Regions from separate parts of the Gossypium arboreum genome. Here region 2 is linked to region 1. Evidence: chromatin contacts called from public Hi-C data. All regions are on one chromosome and are shown on one strand. Each heading gives the region's core, a stretch centred on a gene start, on an enhancer-like site or on the middle of the called end of the contact. The rest is flanking DNA. Distances are from core to core; before and after follow the strand shown. Region 1 has its middle 32 kb from the start of LOC128279541. Region 2 holds the start of LOC108467812 (notchless protein homolog).

The links. Hi-C and Micro-C count contacts between places; a contact is called where the count stands out from the background.
Region 2: a Hi-C map of leaf shows a contact between it and region 1, with 2.4 times the contacts expected there. The contact joins the promoter of LOC108467812 here to the enhancer-like site in region 1. A contact is called at or near these places in 2 of 5 Hi-C or Micro-C datasets (both in leaf).

Annotation. Positions count from the first base shown.
Region 1 is chr8:20,809,515-20,813,629 of ASM2569848v2, forward strand. No RefSeq gene overlaps it. Among protein-coding and RNA genes, the nearest start is that of LOC128279541, 32 kb to the left of the region's middle. Within about 2 kb of position 2,702, at least 1 of the 2 cell types and tissues checked has an H3K27ac peak or open chromatin away from gene starts, as enhancers often do. A contact at or near this core is called in leaf, where this site is marked.
Region 2 is chr8:20,929,296-20,933,657 of ASM2569848v2, forward strand. LOC108467812 (notchless protein homolog) reads left to right here and starts at 2,501. Exons shown (of 13, transcript XM_017768598.2): 1 at 2,501-3,053; 2 at 3,331-3,412; 3 at 3,535-3,624; 4 at 3,940-4,065; 5 at 4,265-4,362. The coding sequence starts at 2,901.

The sequences.
Region 1 (4,115 bases), core at 1,452-3,951:
ATGAAAAGTAAAAAAAAATATTATATATAAATAATTGGATGAATAACGGTGTAATTTACCCGTAACACATTTACTTTTTATTATAAAATTGACCACTTTTATTAGAGTTACATAAATGTATAACTCTTCATTTCAATACATATGCATTTCTTTCGCCTAAATTTCATCCTTTCACTCAATCCTTACGTAAGCTTCTAAAAGAAGGTTAAAGTGGGGAAAAAAATCTCACAGAAGCTCTTTTTTTTTATCAGTGTAACTATTGCTATGAATGAAGGTATTAACAAGTTTCCATTAATAGGTATTTGTTGCATTGCTCGCAAAGCACATTCATAGTAGCGGAAGGACAGAAGGCGGATGCTGGTCGGCCCGGAAGTTGCCGAATTGACAGGTTACAGTGAGACCAAGGCCATGCTGCAGGTCGGGCACAAAACACAGAATTCAGGATAAAAATCCCCTGCCCCTCATTTATGCCCCTCCAATCATAATTTGACATGCGGGTTATATTAATATCTTATTTTTTATGGAGTTGCCCTTAACAGTAAATTTTTGTTTGTCTACAAAATTGAAGAGCAAAAGAGATTTCTTTCTCTTGGCCAAAAAATTTATTTTCAAACTTTTTTATTTCTGGGTTTCTTTGGTTGGTTTGATTCGTCATCTTGTCCCCAACCATCATGTTCAAGTTATGGTATTTTTCTGTAAAATGATGTATTTTGATGAACTAATTGACTTGTTTTGGTATTACTGATTTGTAAGCTCAACATGTTTGTTCATAGTTCAAAAAGATGGAGAACTAATTGACTTCATCAAGGCCTAATAATAAAAAAGACTATTCTCTATATGTAGATAGCTTCATTTTCAAACATTTCCAACACTGAACTTGTCTATCAATTTATACTACTATGTTTTAAGCATCTTGAAGTTTGCTCTTAGTTTTTGTAATATGTGATATTTATGAGCCAATGGCTTATTGATGTTCTTATATTGAGTGGTTTGGATGAGGCGAGAAAGGTTTTTGATTTGATGGTTGTAAACCTAATGTCTTTAGTTACAACATCATCATCAATGGGTATTACAAAAAAATTATCAAGTCCTAAAACTCCAATGAAATGACTCAAAAGGGACTAGTTCCTCACATTGCTACTTATGGTGGGAGGCAGGCAACCTCTCGAATGTACTACTCTTTGAGGATTACCTGCTGTGCTCAAATTACAAATTCAACACTTTTGCTTCCCCAATCAGTGTATTATATTAATATTTCATTAATTATAGAGTTGTGGTTAACCTTTAGAATTAACTTAAGAACAACGAATTGAAACCTGGGTAGTAAAATCAAGAAGCTTGATACATCAAACACTTGAGAAACAAAATGAAGATAATAAGAGAGAGAGAGGGTCAAGGAAGTTGTTGGACGACAGGACGTGATTTTGGTAATGACGGCACAAGAAGAGACGGGAGTCTTAACCACTGGACGACGCCATTACAGTCTTGGTGTTGGATCCAAGAAAACACACACCCGATGTTAGATTATGAATTTCAAAGAGATATGGAGATGGGGGTTCTTGATCGTACTGGTTATGAGCTTATGAAAATTGGGTTTAATGGAGGGCTATTGTTGTGGTAAACAAATTGAAAATGACCCTTTTCAGTTATAAGACCTCGCCGTAAAAATTCACCAACTTGAAAAGCTTCTAGCCTTCAACAACCCAAAATGAGAGAATTATAATGGAATTCGGGATAAATTGTGTTTTTATATATAATAATCATTTATTATATTTATATTTAATTATATGTGTATTTGTAGAAAGTTAAATTATTTAGAATTAAAATCAATTTTTTTTAAAAAAAGTGTGAGTATTGAGAACTAAAGCGTATTATTATATTAGTTAAAAAAATATTGCGTAGAGTGATAAAAAAAAACAATTTAAAACATTAATGATGGAAATTAAATTTTTTATAATTTTGTGACCGAAGCAGAAATATATTAATAGTGGGATGAATAATATTGTAGTTTACCTATTTTTTTTAGGTGCTGCAGGCGGGCCTAATATAAATATGAATGCCATAATATGAAGTGGGCTTAATCACCAAATGGCACCTCAAGATGGGTGCTAGTAAACATAGCTATAAATTATACCTTCTTTTCTCATCTTAATATAAATATTTAAAAATATAGAAAATGCTTCAGTTGGATTTTTTAGCTTGCAATTAGTGTGTATTCGTTGGCGAGTTAATCAATTCATTCTCTATCTCTACATCAATATTTCGATTGGTTCCCACTTCCTAATTTAATTGGTTTAATTTTGAAAATTGATGTAATAACTTTTTTATCTCATAAGTAGACAATGAAATTTAAAATTAAAATTAATTATTAATGTCGCAAATTTTGAGCATTACTAATATTGCTAGACATTATAAGAAAGAAGAAAAAAGAAAAAGAAAAGAGAGAAATAATGTAACCAAAAAATAAAAATATTTTTAAATTTATATGATATGACCATTTATTATTGACTGTAATCTTTTTTAATGGATACAGATATAATATTTTGGTGTTAAAAAAATTAAGTATTACCTGTGACAAAAAAAAAAAACTAAGTACCAAGATGAAAAAAAAATATGATTTTGGTATAATTTGTGGATTAAGCCTAATAATTTTCTGCAGGCTGTGTTAACTCGGTTGTACCCATGAACTCGTCCCAACTTCACACGTGGCATGATTGAAGCTTAAGAAAACAGAAATTCAGGCACAAGCATTGAGTCCAACCGTCACATTGGACTTCATATTTTGGGCCGGTGGTATTTCTCCCTTATTGGTGTGTTATTAGTTCTTTTATGCCAAAATCTTTCAACACTTGGAATTTTCTAGAATTTTTTAGAATATATATGATTAATCTTTTAAGCCTTCCAAGTGAATCTTCTTATCTAGGAATCATCACCTTTTTTTTCAAGGTTTATTAATTAATTCCTAAAAAATTAAGATCGGGACTTTTGTAGCACCTTATACCCGACTCGATCATCGGGTCTGAGTTATGAAATATCACGATCAATACCGATGAAACTAACATCACATAAACATCATACAATCATTCATACACACAATTTAGTATAATTCACATTCTTATTATGCTACATAAATATTCTCGGGTCCCACATGAGTTTACGAAAACTCTTTTACTAACCTGAGCATGAATAAGGACTAAATTGTGAAGTTTTCAGAGCTTTGCAACGTCACTCATTTTCGGTTGTGACGTCAAAGTCTTGAGGTCACAACATGACCCCTGTTTTGGCAACTTAACACTTTAGTGCCTATTCATTTGCTTTCAAACCAACATCAAAATGATTTCATTAAACCTTTCACAAGTATAATGCTATTAAACCATGCTAATCTAAATCAATTCAAGCATGAAATCATCTAATTCAACCATTCAACATTGTACAATTTAAACATAAAGCTTTAACAATTTCACAAATTGATACATGAGCTATCTAAATCAAGCTCTCATGATCTCAAATCTATAAAAATAACAAGAAAAGGGCTTTAATTTACCTTTAAATTTTCCTAGGTTTTTCTTCTTCTTTTGGACAACAAGAATATAGATGGAAGATGAAGATGACATTTTTCCACTAACTTAACCTGGATTAAAGCTTAATCAAGTTCGTTTAATTAACATAAACATAATTTATTTAACTTAATTTAACATTAATTAATCTTGGTGAGTTTTATCATCATCATACACTTTCTCCTATTTAAAAATCATCTAATAATCATTTTGGCTCTTTGGTTAATTGTTATTTAAGTCTTCAAGTCTTTGGTCAATTAAAACTCTATAACGATTGGACTTTTACAATTTAATCCTCGGCCTTAATTAATTATTATTTCGGTAAAATTACTCAACTAATTATTTTTATTATCCTTGTAAATATTCATATTTAATATTTACAGACTTGGTTTATAGAAATGAGGTTTCAAAATCATATTTTCTGGTACCACTAAAAATCGGGCCGTTACAACTTTGCTTGGGATAGATTAATAGTTTTATGCAATATTAAGTTTTTATTGATTAAATGATTTTGGGATATTGTTTTTGTATGAAATTCCTAACCTCTTGATTGAGTAA
Region 2 (4,362 bases), core at 1,251-3,750, 120 kb after region 1:
TAAAAATTGACTTTTTTCGCGTATTTAGAAAACCAGGAGCGATATCGACATGGGTTGCCATATGGGCATGTGGCTAGCCCGTGTGTATCACATGGGCGTGTGCTCAGCCTGTGTGGAATTCGTCTTGGCCATGTGGATCTTTCAATCAGCCCGTTTTGTCCGTTTTTGGCCCATTTTCTGCTCTTTTTGTCCCCCTATGCTCTTCTAAGTAAAAAACATGAAATTAAAGGATTAAGAGCATCTAATTCACTAAATTATATGATAAATCATCCAAAAATATGCTAAGTATGGGATTAGAATGTGTTACTTATATGGTTTATCATCTATCATAATTTGGTTTAATTTGGTTATTGGTTTTTGATATATTTTATTTTAAAATTTAATTTAATTTTGACAAAATAAGTTTTTTTACACTTGTTGGGATATTATTTGATAAAATTTCAAAATTTTTTAAAAATATTTCTAAAAAATCAAGTAAATAAAAATAATCATTAAATTTTATATGGTTGTTTTAAATATATATATATTTATATAAAACTTTTAAGTTTCTTCCACCATTTTAAATATAAAATATTAATTTTTACATCATAAAAATTAATTAAATAAAAACAATTGGTTTAGTTTGAAATAACATAGTTTTTAATTTATATTTCATAAACTTTCAAAACATCTTAGTGTAGGTCAATTTTCAATTTCTCAATTTTTATTGTCATCCTTATTAAAACCAACTAATAACATAATCACAACATAATGAATTAGGCATTAGGAAGCATGTCATACCTGTAACTTATCTATAAAACTTAGACGTGTGCATGGGCCGGGTCGGGTCAGGTTTGGACCAAGCTTAACCAAAAATTGGGCCCGTTTGTTAGGTTCGGGCTTGACCCCTCCCAAAAATGAGTTTAAAATTTTGCTCAAGCCCGACCCTGATAAAAATGTTAAAACTTGGGCCCGACTTGGGCCTCCCATATTAATTTTTATATAATTTTAAAAATATCTAATATATCAAAATACTAAAAACATCAAAATATATATTTCCCAACAAATTGAAAATAAATATGTATACTTAAATAACACTAACATAGATGCAACTTAACAAGCAAATGCCTCTAAAATAATAACAAAACTAACAAATGTCTTTAAAATAATAACAAAATTAACAATAAAATAAGTTTTATACAATATCCAAATAGTAACAAAATAGTAGCAACATAATAGTAAAATAGTAGTAAAATAGGAGAAAATAATAAGAAAATAATATTTAAAAATTTAATGGGTCAGTCGGACCCGCTAAAAATACTTACACGAGGCCCGGCCCATTTTTTAAACTGGCCTTATTTTTTTGTTCAAACCTATTTTTCGGACCTATATTTTTAACCCAAATCCTCTCATATTTCGGACAGACCTTCAGACTGGACCAAATGGCCCGACCGACAAACAGTTGTAATGAAACCTCATAATGCAACCCTTTTATTCTAAGGGTGTGTTCTCCATTGCTTTTGGGATGAACTTTTTCTAAAAAAAGTACTTTTCTCTTAAAAGTAATGAAGAACACATATCATTAAGAACAACTTTTTAACTTCCGAGATGAGCTTTTTAGAGATGAAAAGCAAGAATTTTAGCTTTTTTAGCCAAAAAGCACTTTTATCGTTATTTTACCTTTTAACTTTACTTTTGACTTAAAATGTGTTTGATGCTATTATTTTGTGTTCTCTTTATTGGTTATTTAATATGAATTTTACAAATGTATTAAAAGCATTAATTAAAAATAAAAATATTTTTAAAATAATACAATTGTGTCAATATCTAATTACAAATATTTAATTATTATATTTAAATATTTAAATATAGTTTATATATTCTAATTAAATTTAATAAATAATTAAATTAATTACTTAGAAATATTTAAAATTACTATTATATATTAAAATATTAATAATAAGTTATAATAAATTATTTTTATATTTTTGCTAAAATATCATAATATTAACTAATTTGAACATTATTTAAATACATATTTATTACTTTATAATATCATATTTAAAATGGACATTTTACTTTTTAAAAGTACTTTTGACAAAGAATATCAAACACTTAAATTTTTCCGAAGCACTTTTTAAAAGCACTTTTCCACAACACTTTTCAAAAGTATTGCCAAACTGACCCTAACCTATTATTGACTACCCTCAGTAAATTAAAATATATGTCCGGTTTATTGGTACTTGGAACTTATAGAATGCGAGACATTTCCTCCTCATTAAAATCAATAGCATTTTTACTAAAACATTATAAGGAGTTATCAGAATTAACTCATCCACCAAAGACTGAGTCATAATCCTGAATAATGTTGCTTTCATTGTTTACAAAAAACTTGATGTGTGATACTAAACCCTTTTCTGCTTGCTCTCACCTGATTCTACCTCTCTTCCCGATTTGCCCCTTCGAAATGCTCACTATAAACGAAAACAACAAGTATGGGCTCAACACGCCACCGTGTCGTAATTATCTGCTCCGATTTATGATCAATTAGAAAAATTAAGCAATATTAACTGATCGTATGAACGATTGGATTGGGCCTTAATATAATCAACACTAGATCACATGGCAGACTGTCCATTAGCAATGATGTGATGACTGATGATGACAATTAAATTACTAAATCAAAGTTGAAAAAAGCATCATTTGAAGGGTTATATTGAAGGGCAAATGACGTGGCCACATCACCACAACCTACCGCCGCCCCTTTAAACCTCCGACAGTAAAACCCTTAACCCTAAAATTTCCCAATATCCATTTCCAATTCGGTAGTAACCAAAACCCCTAAATCTTCTTAAAACCACCTAGTCCCCTTCCGAAGCCCCCATTTTCATCACAACAGCAAACAGAAGGAAAAAGAGAAAATGGAGGTGGAAACAGAGCAAGGAGAGACAGGGAAAAGCGTGATGTGCGTATTAACAGACCCGGAGGGAACCACCCTTGGAGGCACCATGTACCTTCCCCAGAACGTCGGTCCTGTTCAGCTTCAACAGATCGTCAATACTCTTCTAAAAAATGTAACCTCTTTATATTGTCTGCTTCAGTGCTTGATATTTGGTTTTAACTGGTTCCAAGTTAATTTTTGTTTTTTCGTTTAATTTACGTGTGATGCATTGTACTCAAAGTTTTATGCAATTTCTTTTATATTTGTCTTTGAATTATTTAGAATTGATTTTTTTTTATCATTCTTTATGCCTGTTTTTCTTTCCAATGTGATTTAGTTTGTCATGATAATAAAATGCTTCTAGAGCTGCGAGAGTGATGAACTTTTCTATTTGTGTTTCCTTTCTTCAGGAGGAGAAGTTACCTTATGCATTTTATATATCTAATCAAGAGCTTCTTGTGCCGCTTGGAAATTACTTGGAGAAGAATAAAGGTCAGTTTGCGAGCTGATGAAGTGAATGTGTGACAGTGTTGCTTTCACTACTTGATTATTTTACATTTCTCAGTATCCTTAACCTACTATTGTCTGGTTAATTTGGATCATCAACTTTTCAGTTTCCATGGAGAAAACACTGTCGATAGTTTATCAACCGCAGGCAGTTTTCAGGATTCGTCCGGTTAATCGGTGTTCAGCTACAATTGCTGGTATGAGATTGATATATATTTCCTATCAAAACTTTATCAAACGAATGTTGAAATCATGGGTTTGCATGCTCAAGAAAGAAACAAGTTGCTTGTTATGTCTTGCATGGGCTCTTGATGTGATGATATCATCAAACTTCAAAGAAATTATTTTTTCTGATTCAGGCTCAGCTAATTTTCCTGTCTAAAAAGCAGTTCCGTTTAACTTATTCATATTTTTGTTTATATGGATGAATTAGGTATAAAATGTTTACTAACATTCCTTTAGCATAATTGGATTGGTTATCCTAAATCTTTGCTGTTGCTTTGTCACAATAGGTCATACTGAAGCAGTACTTTCTGTTGCGTTTAGTCCTGATGGACGACAGTTGGCAAGTGGCTCAGGTGATACCACTGTCCGACTATGGGACCTAAATACCCAGACACCAATGTTTACATGCACAGGTTAGAAAATTCATATTTGATACTGTTTTCTTAGTCAGCTTGACTGTAATGTTGTTTGAACACCAGAGAACTATTTACTCATACAAATGGAATTGGAAAAAGGGATGCCATGTAGAAATTCATGTTATTGTAATTCTTTGCACTCATTGTATTTATTTGCTTTATGATACTCATCTGTCTTCTGATTTTTTTTTTTCAGGACATAAAAACTGGGTTCTCTGTATCGCATGGTCACCTGATGGTAAACATCTTGTCAGTGGCAGCAAGTCTGGGGAACTACAATGTTGGGACCCACAA